2 separate regions of the Sus scrofa genome follow, and region 2 is linked to region 1. Evidence: chromatin contacts called from public Hi-C data. All regions are on one chromosome and are shown on one strand. The core of a region is the stretch at or near the end of the contact, and the rest is flanking DNA. Distances in the headings are between cores, read along the strand shown. Region 1 holds the start of FUCA2 (plasma alpha-L-fucosidase). Region 2 holds the start of ADAT2 (tRNA-specific adenosine deaminase 2).

Region 1 (4,223 bases), core at 818-3,317:
GTTTTGAGTAGAATCTCTTCATTTCCAGATAAGTGTACTTCCTATTCTTCCAAAGCCTCTATCAGTGGTTCCCCACGTGGCATTCGAGGAATCTTCTATGTTCTCAGGGCACTAAGAAAGCCCTTTCATCTCTTTCCAGTATTTCCTACAGAAATTGTGCTTTTATGATAAGGTTGTACTTATTAACAAAAAAATTTTCTTCTCCTTTAGGGAAATGATAAATGACCCAGTGGCATTGTGCTGATCAGAAGCTCTGATTAGCACTCTTTAACTGAAATACATGGAAATGTAAATAAGTTATTATATGATAAAAGAAATTTGTTTGGAGGATGGAATTCACATGGGCAAAGGATGAGAAGACAGGGCCCCACTGCCTTGTCACCGGCTATGTCTACCATCCCTCTGAGAGTTCACAACCTCATTTGTCACTGTGAAAACTGTCTTTTACATGTATTGTGCAATCGTCTGCTTCAAAAGATGCCCAGGCACAGTGACTAAAGGTCGATTTTTTGTTGTTATTCAAATATGCCCTGGAGGTTTAGGGGCCACTGAGGTCCTAGATCATTCTAGGATTAAAGACCAGATAATAAAAATTATCACCCCAGTTTATCCCTAACTGAGGCTACTGCAATTGTTAACGATGTTCAGTAGACTGCTGGATCCCTCCTTTCCGTATCCTGAAAATTTGGGGAGCCTTTCTGGTGGAAGCAGTGGTCTTGGGACTCCACTGAACAGCATCAAGGGGGTGAAGGCCCTTATACCTGGGATGACAGTGGTCACTGCTGCTCCCTGTCTTTGCAGAGATAGGAGAATGAGGGCAATAGCTACTTAGTGTCATTTCCTTCTTTCTTCTTTTATAACATTTGTGTAAAGGAAACAAGCAGCCTCAGATGGAGTCACTTATGCTAAACCCCACCAAGACTTAGTAGCTAACTTAACTGCAGTTTCAGCCTCTCCCAGGAGTGGAATTTTATACCAATCAGTCTGAAATGACCCAATCAGCAACTAGTGAGGTAATCTTACCTGGACCCCTTGCATTTCCCTAAGGGAAGGTGACCTTATCTAAAATAACACACTCTTTGAACTTCCTTGTTCCACCCTCCTTTTGCCTGAAAAAATCTATTTTGTACAACTCCATGGGTCACCTTTTTATTTGCTAGATAGGAGGCTGCCTGTTCATGAATCGTTGAACGAAGCCAATTTGATCTTTTTTGCTCCACTGACGTTTGTTTTTTGAACACAGTCGATAGAACCCAGGTTTGCTGAAGGACTTCAACGAATGTGCTTTGAGTGCTGCTCTACCCAGGCTCTGCTGTAAATGCAGAAACTACAGAAAGGAATGTCCCTATTCCTTTCTTCAGGGTGCTCACACACAGCCTAGTGGGAAATGAAATCTGTATCCTAACAAGACAAGCCGTGGACGCCTGTATTAGTGGTTGGAATGAGGTGTTAATGGAAACACACAGGAGGGAGGGTGGTGACAGCTTCACAGAGGCAGTGACATTTGACCTAGTGCAGGGAAAGATGAGAGGGTTTTTTGTTTTGTGTGTGTGTCTGTATTTCGTTTTGTTTTGTTTTTTCTGGAGCAGAGAGGTGGGGGTTCTGGCTTTTCTTAACATGGGGAGACAGCTTCTGACTGATGTTCCTTGATTAATCATTCCAGGTTTCTGGCTTCTTTCCCAAGCCTGCAGATTCTTAAGCATTCATTTCACTGGCTTCACCTGCCTTAGATCACCTTGTTTTCTCTTGCAGGGTTTCTCAAAGTTTGGTGCTCAGACCAGCAAGATCGTCTCTTGGTTAGAAATTCAAATACTGGGTTCCCAACCAGAATTGGAAATGCTTGGAAATGTCACCTGATACAGGCTCAAAGAAGTTGAGAGTCACAGTTCTAAACACACCCAGGGCCTTTGCCAGGAGCAGGGGCGGGTGGGATGAGGTGCAAGTGGCGTGTAAAATGCAGAGGCTGAGAATGATCTGGGCAGAGGCTGAGGATGATCTGGGCTTTTCCGTGCCACGAGCCTGGGCGGGAGGAGATGAGCCATCTGAGGTTCCCTGCCTTGGTCTTCCGGTCCACGGTTCCACATGGGTTGGTCTGTCGCGTGCTTTCTCCAGCAGTTTCTGGAAGGATCCTGTGGCTTCAAGGGAGAGGCAGTCCCACGAGTCCCTGAACCGGACTCGTTTTTCTCCCCAAAGCGGATAGACAGGAGGCTTGGCTGAGCAGCCTCAGGGTTGGCTTTGGGCCCCCTCAGTTGTGCAAGTGAGCGATGCAGGCCTCCTGGGGTCCTTTGGCTCCCCGAGCCAGAACCGGAGCCACTCCCATCCCAGCGGGGAGGGAGCCTTACTCCAAGGTCAGGTGACCGTTACGACTCGCAGTCAGCCAGGGACGCGGAAGGGCGGCCGCTGGCAGGCCCTGGTGAGCGGACGGGAGTGCAGGCGCGGGCCATGAGGTCCCTGGAGCTACCCCGGCTCCCGCTGCTGCTGCTTCTGCTGCTGCCGCAGGGCCCCGCTGGCGGCGCAGCGCGATTCGACCCCACCTGGGAGTCCCTGGACGCTCGCCAGTTGCCCGGCTGGTTCGACCAGGCGAAGTTCGGCATCTTCGTCCACTGGGGCGTGTTCTCCGTGCCCAGTTTTGGGAGCGAATGGTTCTGGTGAGTGCGCCTCCCTCCGTCTCCTCTGACCCTGCTTTGGTTCCCTCCAGCCCGACCCAGATCCCGCCTTTGCGGCTTTGTTTTGCCCTCTAGTCAGTTTCGCCTCCTGCTGTTTTAACTGCATTTGGCATTTCCGGGTGTTAAGTGTGTAATTTATTGTGTTAGTGGTTCGTGCTGATGAACGCTGAATTTTTCTTCCCTGTGACTGCAGGAGTTGTCAGACACTTCATGTGGCTCCCGCTTCTCAGCTTGTTGATGATTACACTTATTACGTTGTAGTTCTCACTCTGCAGCCTCCGAGTGACAGAAACAGCAGGAAGTAATCTACTTGTGTGGGGTGAGATGGTGAAGCTTGGGCCTAAACCGCAGTCCATTGAGATACAGACTCGATGTCCCACCGCTGTTCCGCTGCTACCTGTCAATTTTCAGTTGTTCTGCCATGAAGTGTGATTTAAACATACATGTATGTGTTTGTGAAACTAAAACTGACAGCACCTATGACTTGAACCCAGCCAGAACCCAGACCGGGACCTGAACCCAGGTGCCAGGGACTCGAACCCAGCCTAGACCCAGATGGGGACTTGAACCAACAGCGTGTAAATTAGACTCACTTCCCTGGTGTCTGGACTTGCCAAGGTTCAGGTTCTTTATGCCTCCATACAGAAGGAATTCAGCGAAAGACAAAGAGATGCGCAAGAAATAGGTTTACTAAGATAGGATTATTGCGAGAGATGCAAGCTGGCCGGAAAGGAGGCGCTGCCCTGAGGATTAGGTGGGCTACAGTTTTATTATCCAAGGGGAGTGGGGATGGGAAAGACCGCCTCTACCTCTTTCTTTGAGTAGTAGCGCCTCCTTAGTATCATGTAAGGGAGTATTTGACCTATAAGGCCAAACTAGGACTGTCTTGGTACTTATTCAAATCAGCAGAAGGAAGGTCCTTAAACTTCTGCCCTTGGTTTGAACCTGAATGCAGGCCTCACCCCCACCCCCTACCTAATGACCTGAGGCATATCTTGAGCCTCCACTAGTCAAGTAAGCCTACCTTGGTCTGATGGTTTTCTTGAGCAATTATTAACTTACCATGGTCTCCCAAAGTTCCCTAGGTTTCCCTCTCTATCTAGGGCCCCTTATTGGGACTTCTATAAACTACCTGTGTAACTATCCTTTTCCATCCCTATCAAAACTTCTATTCATTTGGGCATTCACCAGCTCTTTAACATTAAAATGTTACCACACATGGCTCATAGAACAATTTTTTTGAAAAGACTATTAACTCTAAAAAAAAAAAAAAAAAAAACCCAAGGATTCTTTTTTTTGGCTGCACCTTGGCATATGGAAGTACCCAGGCCAGGGATCAAACCCGTGTCTTAGCAGTGACTGGAGGGAACGCCCCAAAATTCCAAGTATTAATACACTATTATGTGAAAAGTACTACACAAAAAAATTGCTCTTTAGGTTTTTGCCTTGATATTTATAAATGTGCATGTAGTCCCTTTCAACTTTGAACTCTCACATATCTTTCCTAATTAAAAACATAAGGTATTTTAAACTCTTCAAGATAAAAAGTTATTATAT
Region 2 (4,180 bases), core at 203-2,702, 59 kb after region 1:
TTTAAAATTCCTAGGACTCTGGCTCCCTCTTTTTTTTTTTTTTTTTTTTTTTTGGTCTTTTTGCCATTTCTTGGGCCACTCCCGCGGCATATGGAGGTTCCCAGGCTAGGGGTCTAATCGGAGCTGTAGTCTCCGGCCTACGCCAGAGCCACAGCAATGCTGGATCCGAGTCGCGTCTGCAACCTACACCACAGCCCACGGCAACGCCGGATCCTTCACCCACTGAGCAAGGCCAGGGAGCAAACCCACAACCCCATGGTTCCCAGTCGGATTCGTTAACCACTGCGCCACGACAGGAACTCCATCCCTCATTTTTGAATGGGGGTAACAATAACTATCCTGTCATCATCCCACTGAATAGAAGGGCTTTGTATAGGGTCCATTGGACATCCCCAAACTTTTATTCTTCCTTCAAATCCTTACATATTATGACTGTCTTATGAGGAAAAGGGCTGCCAAGATTGTCTGTTTCTACATCTCCTCTCAGCTTGTGAAACTCAATTATATCAGCTAGGTGGGAGCTAATCCCAGTCTGGAAGATCCTGAGGAACACTGCGCAATATCCTGCAAGCACTTTCTTATTGCATAATTTACTGCACACTTTGTATTCTAAAATAGCAGAAACGGCCAAGATATCGATTTGCGTTTCTTTGTTTAGTATATACCTTCCAGTCCTTCAGGACAATTGTGCTGTTTTTGAAAGTTCTAATTAACTTTAAACAACACTCGGACTGCAGGCTTTAGTTAACTCCCCTGGAATATTATGAAACTTCTGCAATGGGCCAATGCCAAACAAAGTATTAGGAGTGCCAAAGAGAAGTGAAAAATCTCACAGGAAAACAAAAGAAGAGAATTCAAAACAAAACATGTATCTACAAGAGAAAGGTGCCTTGAAGAGGAAAGAAAAAAAAGAAAGAAAAGAAAGAAAAAGAATGTGGTGGGTTCTTCCAAGGTCAGTGGTCAGTGTGCAAAAGGGGAGAAACATAGTAATGGGCAGTGTCAGGGCAAAGGGCACAAATTTCACAACCGCAAAGATGTCCAGAACCTTGGGGGTCTGTCAATCACTCCGTTCCCCATCCATGCTTGAACGAATCCTGCACCATGGTTCCCTCCCCTCTATTTTAGAAGACAGACACCTCTCTCCCAAACCCCTTCTCCCAATGCCCCTTTCCAAGAATGCTGTCACCCACCTCCGAGGACCGTCCCCAGGAAGATGCATTTCTTTTTGTGACGTTTCAGAAAATTCCACGTAGATCTCAGCATCTTCAGGCCCCGGGGCTGCGGGCTGCCTGGAAGGTAGGGGGGATGGCTCCCCAAGAAACCGTTTCTTCGTCACCTGGCCCGGAAGACCCGGCTGGACCGCCGTCGTCCCGCTCAGCGTTCTCCAGAAATCACAAACGCGACTTTCCGCAGGGGCTGTCACCGGAGCGGGAAGGGGGCGTGGACTAGAGCTGAGCAGCTGCGCTTTCCGATGCAGCCGGCGCGCCGCCGCCGCCGCTCACTGGTCCGGGGCGCCAAGGTCCGTCCAGAATTCGCTCCCGAGTGTCCCATCGTTCGACTCCCCCGGAAACGGCAGCCCGCACCCGCCGCGTTCCGTTACCAGCGTTCCTCCACTGCGGCGGCCTCTGGCGCTGCGCGCAGCGGCCCGCGTGCAGAATGGAGGCCAAGGGGGAGTCCACGCCGGCCGCCGACGGCGAATGCTCGGTGTCCGCGGAGGAGACCGAAAAGTGGATGGAGCAGGCGATGCAAATGGTGAGGGGAGTGGAGTGGCGGATGTATAGGATGGGAACTTTTCTCCCGCTTATCCAACTGGAGCATTTGTGTCAGGATACGGAAGGTCCCAAGGGTGCTTCCTAGCTAGTCGCTGTAGTCTCGATGGCACTCACATTCTCTGGGTAACAGCTGGCTGTGTTGTTATGAAATTTTCTTTAGCCCATTTTCACAGTGGATCTGAGGAAAGGAAGAGAGGAATACAGAAATTATTTCTTTTTTCACCCGCTGGAATTATGCTTCAGACTTAATCCCTGATCTTCGGGGGCTGCTGCACGTGCGTGCTGCGTCCCCTTCTTTCCTGTGGACACACTCGCAAATCCGCGAAATCACATTATTTTGTGTTTATGACCCCTTGAACCTATCTACTAGAAGGTAGAAAGCTGAGGATGTTTCTGGTAGAGAGCACGATGAAAACAAGCCCCTGTACAGAGCCTCCCATTTATTCATTCATCCATCCATCCATCCATCCTCCCGACCTCTGTTCTTTTTTACTTCTTTCCTTCGCTCCCCTTAGGGCTCCTGGTTAAGGGAGGGCTCCAATCAGATCTGTGTGTAATTCAAGCTTTACCCAGCGAACTCTTTAGTAGGGATAAAAGTGTGTTTGACATATATCTATAAGTACATAGATCGTGCCCACACATATACACGCATATATATTCTTTGACACTTGTTTCTCATAGTTTTTTGAAAGTGACTCACAGTAAAAAAAAAAAATCTGTTTTGTATCACAACCCAGTAAACACACACATAGCCATAATTGAAGCAAAAGTTTCACAGACCAGAGCTTAGCAGTCCCATGTACAATTTTTCTGGTATTTCTTTTTTGTTTCATTTTGAAAAAAATGTTGGCCACGACCTACTGATTTGATTTCATGACCCGTTCTTTAAACCTACATCCACATTTATTTCCTCCATTAAACTAACAGGATACATATCTTTCTATCTGCTACTGTAATGAATGATCACATATGCCTTTAAAAAATCGACTTGTAATTGTATGAATTTATACGGCCTGAACTTCTTTTATGTTACCAAATTCTCCAAGTTGGAGACAAAGAGTTTTCATGTGGTATCAAAATGTCACTTTCCTTCATTTCAATAATGTCGTATGCTAAGTAGTTTTCTTTCTTTCTCTCTCTTTTTTTTTTTTTGTCTTTTTGTTGTTGTTGTTGTTGCTATTTCTTGGGCCGCTCCCGGGGCATATGGAGGTTCCCAGGCTAGGGGTTGAATCGGAGCTGTAGCCACCGGCCTACGCCAGAGCCACAGCAACGCAGGATCCGAGCCGCGTCTGCAACCTACACCACAGCTCACGGCAACGCCAGATCGTTAACCCACTGAGCAAGGGCAGGGACCGAACCCGCAACCTCATGGTTCCTAGTCGGATTCGTTAACCACTGCGCCACGACGGGAACTCTTTTTTTTTTTTTGACTTTTAGGGCCGCACTTGGGGCATATGAAGGTTCCCAGGCTAGAGGTCCAATCAGAGCTACAGCTGCCAGTCTACGCCAGAGCCACAGCGATGCAGGATCCAAGCCATGTCTGCGACCTATACCACAGCTTATGGCAATGCCAGATCTTTAACCTACTGAGCAAGGCCAGGGATTAAACCCATAACCTCATTGTTCCTAGTCGGATATGTTTCCAAATTCCTTTCTGCTGCAACACGATGGGAACTCCTGGCAGCGTCTTAATAAGTAGTGAGGATGATAATGAATGCACGTGAAGGCTAAACTATCTTAGATTAAGCTGCATTTATATCTTCCTATGGGTGAGAGATCTGGAGGGCTGTGGATACTGGAATGGGAAGTTAGAATTTGTGGTCTCTTGTGTTTATTTTCATTTGCTTCGGGAACTGTCCTCAGAGTAATTATGTGAAGCTTGCTTAGATGAAATTTTGAAAGATGCTGCCATCAAGGGCTCAGTAGTGGTTCCAGAAACAGTGGAGTTTAATCATTCATTGAGCTTTTCCACTTTGAATATCAGAAATGTGTTTTCTTTCCATCTTTTCTTTTCCTGTAAGCATCTGTGGTCCTACCATATTGAAACATTTCACCCACCCACCTCTACTGTATTCTCTAGATTTCTGGACCAAACATTTCAATCTTATTACTATCTTTTGGTATGACCTTGGGCAAGTCATTTTATACCCCTAGGGTTTTGCTTTCTGCTCTATAAAATGGGAAGATTGAACTCCAAGTATTTCTAGGATCTCTCTGGCCTTGACATTTTTGTCCCTTGATTGGATTAGAAACACCCAGTGTTTTTTTTTGTTTGTTTGTTTTGACCTATAGTATTTATTTCTTCCTGGCCTTAGACAAAGAGGAAAAAGTGCTTGTCATAAATCTTATGCCTTGTCCAACCATCCCCTCCCCACTAAAGAAACTTCAGATCTCAAATTACTTTGAAA

What was found. A called contact is a pair of places that touch in the nucleus more often than the background predicts.
Region 2: a Hi-C map of skeletal muscle shows a contact between it and region 1, with 4 times the contacts expected there. The contact joins the promoter of ADAT2 here to the promoter of FUCA2 in region 1. A contact is called at or near these places in 2 of 47 Hi-C or Micro-C datasets (heart right ventricle and skeletal muscle) and 1 of 2 datasets of contacts at active chromatin or transcription factors (alveolar macrophages).

Annotation. Positions count from the first base shown.
Region 1 is chr1:21,740,125-21,744,347 of Sscrofa11.1, forward strand. It overlaps FUCA2 (plasma alpha-L-fucosidase), which reads left to right and starts at 2,068. Exons shown (of 7, transcript XM_021072334.1): 1 at 2,068-2,648. The coding sequence starts at 2,443.
Region 2 is chr1:21,800,113-21,804,292 of Sscrofa11.1, forward strand. It overlaps ADAT2 (tRNA-specific adenosine deaminase 2), which reads left to right and starts at 1,453. Exons shown (of 6, transcript XM_001924236.5): 1 at 1,453-1,752. The coding sequence starts at 1,657. It overlaps PEX3 (peroxisomal biogenesis factor 3), which reads right to left and starts at 1,503. Exons shown (of 12, transcript NM_001244185.1): 1 at 1,191-1,503. The coding sequence starts at 1,263.